Linked DNA regions of Danio rerio: region 2 is linked to region 1. The links are chromatin contacts, called in public HiChIP or PLAC-seq maps. All regions are on one chromosome and are shown on one strand. The core of a region is the stretch at or near the end of the contact, and the rest is flanking DNA. Distances in the headings are between cores, read along the strand shown. Region 1 holds the start of twist1a (twist family bHLH transcription factor 1a). Region 2 holds the start of polr1f (RNA polymerase I subunit F).

The links. HiChIP or PLAC-seq counts read pairs in DNA pulled down with a chosen protein or histone mark.
Region 2: a contact with region 1 is called in an H3K4me3 HiChIP or PLAC-seq map of pancreas, with 6 times the contacts expected there. The contact joins the promoter of polr1f here to the promoter of twist1a in region 1. A contact is called at or near these places in 2 of 18 Hi-C or Micro-C datasets (fibroblasts and an unstated tissue) and 2 of 4 datasets of contacts at active chromatin or transcription factors (embryo and pancreas).

The regions. Positions count from the first base shown.
Region 1 is chr19:2,595,968-2,600,199 of GRCz12tu, reverse strand. It overlaps twist1a (twist family bHLH transcription factor 1a), which reads left to right and starts at 2,354. Exons shown (of 2, transcript NM_130984.2): 1 at 2,354-3,012; 2 at 3,892-4,232. The coding sequence starts at 2,467. The coding sequence ends at 2,982.
Region 2 is chr19:2,667,839-2,672,070 of GRCz12tu, reverse strand. polr1f (RNA polymerase I subunit F) reads left to right here and starts at 2,051. Exons shown (of 4, transcript NM_001007153.1): 1 at 2,051-2,328; 2 at 3,447-3,588. The coding sequence starts at 2,051. It overlaps tmem196 (transmembrane protein 196), which reads left to right. Exons shown (of 3, transcript XM_073931359.1): 3 at 1-1,286.

The DNA of each region.
Region 1 (4,232 bases), core at 1,105-3,604:
GAGCTCCGGCTGGGTCAGTTGGCATTTCTGTGTAGAGTTTGCATGTTCGTGCATGTGGGTTTCGTCCGGGTGCTCCGGTTTCCCAAAAACGTAGTGAGTTGGATAAGCTAAATTGTCCGTATTCGTGTGAATGAGAGGGTATGGATGTTTCCCAGTGGTGGGTTGCAGCTGGAAGGGCATCGGCTATGTAAAATGTTGGAAAAGTTGGTGGTTCATTCCGCTGTGGCGGCCCCTGATTTAAAAAGGGACTAAGCCGAAAAAAATGAATGATTGAAAATAAGTTTTACTTTCTGTAGTTTTCTGAATGCTAAATTAACCTAGTCAGAATACAACACTATACACACTGTCATGCCGATTGTATTTGAATTAGATGCGTTCCCAAATTTGTCTTGCCTGTTTTAAAGGATAGAATGCGCATAGTTTCGTGGCTGGTTTAAAAAAAACATTTATTTCTGAAGTCACCTGTCAGGTGTGGCAAGATTTAGACCCTGTTACAGGTGCGTTCATTCTCTGCAGGGAGGAATTTGAATACTTTTAGACTCGATCATTTCTATCATTTATTGATCAAGTATTATCGCCAGGCTGATTTCACTAAGTAAGACATGTTCCTGGATGAACATCTATGCAGATCCTAAAACAACATTTCAATCAGCCAATCAGAGTTAAGGAATACTTTGCAGTTTATGTTAAGTTTACACTTCTACATGATTGTTATCCAATTATTATTCCCCTCTGATTTTGGGAATAATTTAGTTATGGTTGGGTTTAGGGGTATGTGTTATATTTTTCAACAAAAATGATGTTCCATGATCAACATAGATGTATCGTACTTGGCAAAATCATGACGTGCCAAGTATTAAATGGATCACTGGTCGGTGCACTTAGGGTGAATCTTCAAGTCACACACAGATTTACAAGTGATGCATAAGTTTCAACCGTGCGCCCTCTTGCGGAATCTTAAAACGTTGTTTTGGCATTTGTGGTCTTGTGGCATGCATTATAGTAGCCTTTTGGTGGTTACATTTGAATGCATAATATAACTTTTACAGAAACCGAGGTGAGCCTTACGTTTGTGTGGTTTGCGCAGATAATGCAGACTCTGGATGTGAACGCAAAAGGCCAGTTTGGGAGTGTGTTTGTGTTGGACTGAAGAGGCCACACAGTTTGTGCGTCGTCTGCGCTTGGCGACCCGCTGCGTATGAAAACCGTGCAGAAGGAAACCTGACTCTGCAATAACACTAACACAGACATGCATTTCAGAGCATGTTCAAATAAACAATGAGGTCTGCTTAGCCAACCCAGATTCACTCTTCTTTTACTGTGACTTGAGGAGGATTTCGGCACACTGGCTGAGAATAATGACACAGTTCTCCAGAGCTGCCAGGGTGTAAATTGGCAGAACATTTCATTAATGCATTAACGACATGATTGATGCTGTAAATGTAAATCCACTAAAAGAAAAGCTTTGATTTTGACATTTTATGTGCATTCAGCATTTTTGGAGGGGTTTTGATCCAAGGTTGCCAGGTCGCAAATCATAAAGTCTCTCGGCTCATTCCAGAAAGCAGACTGAAATCTGGCCAACTGAAAAGCCCTTTTAATGATTACAGATTAATCACTGTGATGGATTTGGCTATACAGCCAATATATTCAGGACTAAATGTTTCAGTGTTTTATGATCTCAATCACCAGCCTCATTACTTTGACTTGATGGCATTTTAGTGTTTGTCAGCATGCATTCATTTCTGTTCTGTTTAATTTAAAATGCAGAAAACTGTGATGCTAAAAATCAGATCATCAGCTCATTCATTCAACTGTACTTCATCTGAATATTTTGAAATGGTTAATAGTACTTGATTGTTGTGTTTTAACCAATGCAAAATACTCTTTTCAGTTAGATTATGTAGTTGTATTAACAGTACATCTGCATCTGAGTCTAAAATATCAGCAGATCATCAGTTCATTTGTCATGATGAATCAGTCTACAATTAATTTGTCAGCGCAAGTCTCAGTATTTTCGTTGGATCACTATTCTGACATGTCATGAATGGATGATGGATGCTCATTTAGATATATTTGGCTATTTCTTTGACACAAAAAAAAGGATTTTCAATTCTATTTTAATGCATTTCAATGATATTAACATCAACAGCGTGCCTATGTTGTGTTTATTTTAAATGAAGCGCTTTGATTGGCTCAGACGTTTGATTCTTGGTATAACGGAACCCTTTGGATCGCGGTCCCCTCCCGCCTCTCCCTTCTTACATCACTCAGCTTCTCGTCCAATCGCAGGCCAGCCCAAAAAGTTAGCTCCTTCCAGACTATAAGATCCTGTAAACTCCCCTTCGAGTTTGAGAAAGCCCTCCGTGACGCAGGAGGAGACGCGCTGAGAGGGACCGAGCCTCTGACCCCATTCCGTCGGACTCAGGGAAGCCACGACCCGCAATCTGAGCTTTTCCAGAGGTGATGTTTGAGGAAGAGGCGATGCACGAGGACTCCAGCTCTCCAGAGTCTCCGGTGGACAGTCTGGGAAACAGCGAGGAGGAGCTCGACAGGCGACAACCGAAGCGCGTCAGCAGGAAAAAACGCGCCAGCCGCAAAAACGCCGAGGATTCCGACAGTCCCACGCCCGGGAAGAGGAGCAAGAAGTGCAGCAACAGCAGCAGCAGCCCGCAGTCTCTGGAGGACCTGCAGACGCAGCGCGTCATGGCGAACGTGCGCGAGCGTCAGAGGACTCAGTCTCTGAACGAGGCGTTCGCCTCCCTGCGCAAAATCATCCCCACCTTACCCTCGGACAAACTCAGCAAAATACAGACGCTCAAACTCGCGGCCCGGTACATTGACTTCCTCTGTCAGGTCCTGCAGAGCGATGAGCTGGACTCCAAGATGTCCAGCTGCAGTTATGTGGCGCACGAGAGACTCAGCTACGCGTTTTCTGTGTGGAGAATGGAGGGCGCGTGGTCCATGTCAACATCCCACTAACGCACGGATGCACGCGTTTGATGCAGCATGGTATGCGATGCAAAACTTTTTAAAGGCTCAAAAACTTGCACTTGAATATCAAGGGTTTTGGATAACCAGTCAAAAGTGTGGACACAATACGTTAGATTGATTATGAAACAGTTTCACATTCACGTTGTAGACAATTATACATACTCTGAAAATAATTATTCGTTGTATTTGTTTTTTAAGGTAAGTGATTGAAAACAATTTATATGGGCTTAATTTAAAGAAACAAATTAAATAATGTTCAGCTTAATTTGTTTGTTAAAATTCAGCCCATATAGATTGTTTGCGACTTACTTTAAACACGTAAATACAATGTGATTTATCTATATTTACCCATCAAACTCGTTCTTGAAAATCTCATGAAAATGGTTGATATCACAACATTAATTTTCATGTTTTCACGTGTTTTGGTGGCTCCATAATCCTCAACTTTTGAAGTTTCTCAGGTTTTAATGATTTTAAATGTTTGGCCATAATAAAGAATGAGTAGTTGTGTCCAAACTTTTGTCTGCTAATGTAGAACTAAATTAAAACCTATTTAAGCATACTTTATGCTTTAAATGTAATTCAGATTTTTAAAAACATATTCAAAATTTCAAATACCGAATTTGCACCTAAAATGCTTCATAATAATCTGGTGTTATTTATAAACAATCTTTTCCACTTCAGACAAACCAGTATTTACAGACTTTTTATGAACTGTTGTCTAGTAATAATTTAAAAGCAGTCAATGGTAGCTGTTTTATCACTTGAATAATGTTTTTTTATTTACTGTATAAAATAAGTACTGTTATTGTTTAGTAAAATAAATTAATGCATAATAATTATTAGATAAACATTGCATCAATGTCTAAACTAAAACCTTTTCCTTCGTTTTTTTAGATTCTCGGCCTGAGGAGCTGAACTCACTGGAAGGAGCGGCTCAAAACAAGGGCGAAAATAAGGATTATAAAGGGAAAATTCTGGAGCGTCATGACGTCGTTGCAAGCACTTACAGTTGTGAACTACGACATGGGAGCAGGAATTACAGTCAGATCTGTGCTGTTGTGACGGTGAATGTGGAAAACATGTGCTTCCGTCCACAAAACAGAGACTCGCTGCAGGAAAAGACGCTCCTGCGCTTCTGACAGCAACAACCAGCATGGCGTCATATTTTTTTCTCTGAAGGAAAACACACACACTCAACGAATGAAGGAAATCGGCTCATATCAGTGTTAACATTT
Region 2 (4,232 bases), core at 802-3,301, 72 kb before region 1:
AAATTTTCATTGGCTGTGGTTTGGTAGCTTGAATGAGCTGATGGGGAATGAGATGTTGTCAGATCATGTAGTGTGTGACCCCCCTCTTGTGGATCGTTCACGGAGTGTTGAGTAGTGTGAACACCACAGAGATTAAAAGACACAAAGTCAAGTCATGTAGTGTGAACGGCACAGCGATCTGATGATGTTTAAAATCCTGTAGTGTGAACTAGGCTTAAGAGAGACCTTTGTGCATTCATCTTGACATGTCTGAGAAAATCTAAATAATCAGCTCAGCTTTCAGAACACAGTAAACACAGTAATTTCTGCACACACACACACACTATAATCTGCTGTTTTACTCCACATATAAAATCCAGACACTTGTCTATGCAGGCCTATCTAAAGGGTTAATGCTTCAAACTGATGATCGACAGTAAAAATGACACATTTTAACTCTTCCCAACAAGGAAAACCACCAACAATCAAGGAATGCATAATTATAAGCTGTCATGCCTTTGCATTATAATGGAGATTAATGGGGCAAAAACAGCCCCCAACATAATGAAAGGGGAGTCAATTTGAACAGAACACAAGAGTTAAAATGAGTTGAAACAACACAGATCTTATGTTTTTTAGGGATAACTCAATTGTTCAATGTTTATTGTTCGATTCACTTAAATTTGTAAAAACGATTAAGTTAAACTCAATAGATTTGTGTTGGGACAGCATGAATGAATTGTGTGGAACCCTGCATTTTTACAGTGCTGGGTGGGATCAGATACAAAGTAGTGGATAGATATAAAGGGTGTTTATTGAATTATTTGATTGGTACGGCAAAAACTGCACTTTGGAAGTGAATTGGTTCAGTTGATGCAGAGTCAATGTTATATGTTTGGTAAAAGGAAGGATAAAATATTAGAAATTAGTGAATAATCTTGAATTATTTCTTTTTAGTTGAATTTTAGAATAGAAAATGTTGTTTTTAAATTCTGTTTGAAATGAAGAGATTCTGGACACGATGTAAAAACAAAGCTTTGTTCAACCTTTCCCTTTCTCTCTCTCTCTCTCTCTCTCTCTCTCTCTCTCTCTCTCTCTCTCTCTCTCTCTTTCTCTCTCTCTCCCTGTATCTACCTAAAGGGAATGTTCAATCTGAAATTGTAATCCTGATATTGTATGGTAAACTGAATGCTTTTATCCTGATCGTATAAGATGCACACTGTAAAATGCCTGTAAAGATATTTATTGATTTACAGTATTTTTATATAGAGGCTTCATATGAAAATTAAATAAAGATGTCAAATGTATTTTGTGTCTAAATGACTGATCAACACCTCACACAGCATACATTTGGTTATTTATTTATATATATATATATATATATATATATATATATATATATATATATATATATATATATATATATAATATTTACAATATAAAAAACAAACAAAAAACAAAACATAAGTTATTAAATACTTTACATTGTAATTTTACATTGTAAATAGTTTGACTTATGATAAATATTATGTCAGTATTGTGCCATTAAAATTATATTGCATCAAGTTGCATATCATTCAAGCTTATTTTTTTAACTTATTATGCATTCCTTCATTCATTCGACCTACATACATGCATACCTGTTATTCACCTATTTCAAAACCACAATAGTTATTAATTGCTTCATATTATAATTTTAAAATATAACTAAATAGGATTAAAAAATAAATAGCATGACTAAAATGTATATAATGGAATTTGTACAACAATAACAGACAATTTCATAATATAAACCTCCAAATAAAAATAAAAAATGTCAATATGTTTGCCTATAAAATTATAATAAATTAAGTTGCATGTGATCAACGCCAAATTTTAGCTTTATTTATTTAGATCTCTTTATTACGATATAATAGAGTGGGGAAAGCAATGCGTCACAGCAACTAAAAAAAATTTATTATTATATTTATGCAGTGTGTGTAGTTCTCCTCCTCCCCGCTGGCAGTCGCGCGTCTCTCCGCGTTCAAACCCACGAGCAAACACACCACGTGCTCCTCCACATGTGTACAGCATGGCGAACTGGACTCAGGAGGACGGAGCTCCGACACCCGTCACAAATCCTTCTGAAGTGTCGCAGGTCTCCGGCGGGAGTGTCACCGGCGGCCCCGCGGTGACTTCGTGCCTCATTCCGTCATTCGCGGAAGCTGTGAAGTTGCTGAAGGCCCGATACTCATGTCTGGTTCTGGACACTCACCGGAGACACATCTCCCTGCCGCCAGTACACCTGAAGAAGAAGAAAACCGGCATACAGGAGCAACTCAACGCAGAGCTGCTGAAATACTCTAACAGGTGCAGCATAAACACATTACTAGAAAGTATCTCTATTAATGACGTTAACGCTTTGTTTACATGCGCGGCTCCAAGAGCTGATGCACGGTTCTGGTGTCATAAGAGTGATTTGTATATACATGGACAGCATATTTAAAGGGACAGTTCACCCCAAAATTAAACTCTGTCATAATTTATTTATACTTCTTTCTCATACTTTTTTTCATTAAGGTAAAACTTGGGTTTATATTGGTACATTAGTTAATTTTTGACGACTTATGACAGGCCCGTAGCCAGGGGCCGTTTGGGTGGTTCGACAGAACTACCCCCCACCCCCACCCCACTGACAAAGGTCCGGAATTTGCCATTGCTCCAAAATGTTTGCCACTATATTCTCAATTGATCTACGTTGACTGCTATATCATCATAATTTGTGGGAATAACCCATCAAAGGTGTTAAGAAAACGCACAATACGACGCACAATGAAATGGTCAGAAGCACGAAAGCATCTTATTAAAGTTAATTTTAATACTAATTAGGCTGTGCATAAAAATCTAAAATCAAAAAGTGTTCACAGGGGAAGCTTAAATAATGTGTCGGTGCTCTTTATGTAAGGGATTCAGGATTCTGCCTAGTTATCTAATTACCCTAGTTAAGCCTTTAAATGTCACTTTAAGCTGTATAGAAGTGTCTTGAAGAATATCTAGTCTAATATTATTGACTGTCATCATGGCAAAGATCAAATAAATCAGTTATTAGATATGAGTTATTAAAACTATTATGATTATAAATATGTTAAATAAAATCTGCTCTCAGTTAAACGGAAATGGGAGAAATAAACAAGGGGAGCTAATAATTCTGACTTCAACTGTATAAACTTGTTTTTGGCCCACCTGGAATGTCACTTGACCCACCCTAAAGCTTGAGCCGGGCCTGGCTGTGCAGCTTTAATTTAGGCTTTTAAAATCGGGGTGAATTGACTGTCAACGGAGAGAGAATTTGTCCGTTTTTTTGCTATAAACTTTCAGTTAACATCTATTATTATGAATAATGTGAAATTATTCACTTTTTAAGCTAAACTAAACCCATAATAATCATTCTGAGTAAAGAAATCTCCATTTGTTCTCTGGTTTTGCAGTCTGGATGGTGTTCCTGTGGCGTATGACAACATTAAAGTCGTGGGACAGCATGGCAATATATATGACGATCAGGGATTTATTCACTTCAACATCGAGGCGTCTTTCGTGATCTTCAGACCAAAGAATGGATCAAGGCTGATGGTATGTTTTTTTTATCTTCTTTGCATTTTGTTGCAAAAACCAGTAAACAGAATATTTGAAGTATTTAACATTTATCACCTCAACAACAAAAGTTAAAATAAGTTGTAAAATAAATGGGGTATATGCCGAGCTAGTGCTGTTCCTATGCTGATACACTTCCGGTGACCTGTTATTATGAACTTTTTTCCATTTTATACGGTTCCTTATACAGCATCAATGTTGTAATGTCATTAAAATACATTCAGTTAAATAAACTTTAGCATTTATTTAGTTGCACAAGCGTAAAACGAGACAAAAAGCCGTTTACTCGCACGCGCCCGTCGGAATCGGCAGGCTAACGCAGAAGCTCCATTAAATATACTGGGGTAAAATAAATGCTCATATTATAAAGATATGACGGGGGAAATGTAATTTAATGCAGTACTTCCTGCACAATCTGAGACCCACTTTAAATCGGACATCACTCAGCTAGTGGAGATCGCTGATTTTTTTAAAGAAAACAGACCTTAAACGCGCCGGATTATGTATTGGCATTCAATTCACCGGAAGCGCTTAACCCAGGTTACTGGCAAATTAAAAGTCCTATTAGCATGCTTCGGCATACACCTGATTGATTTCTACACTTAAAGAATAAAATGGGAATA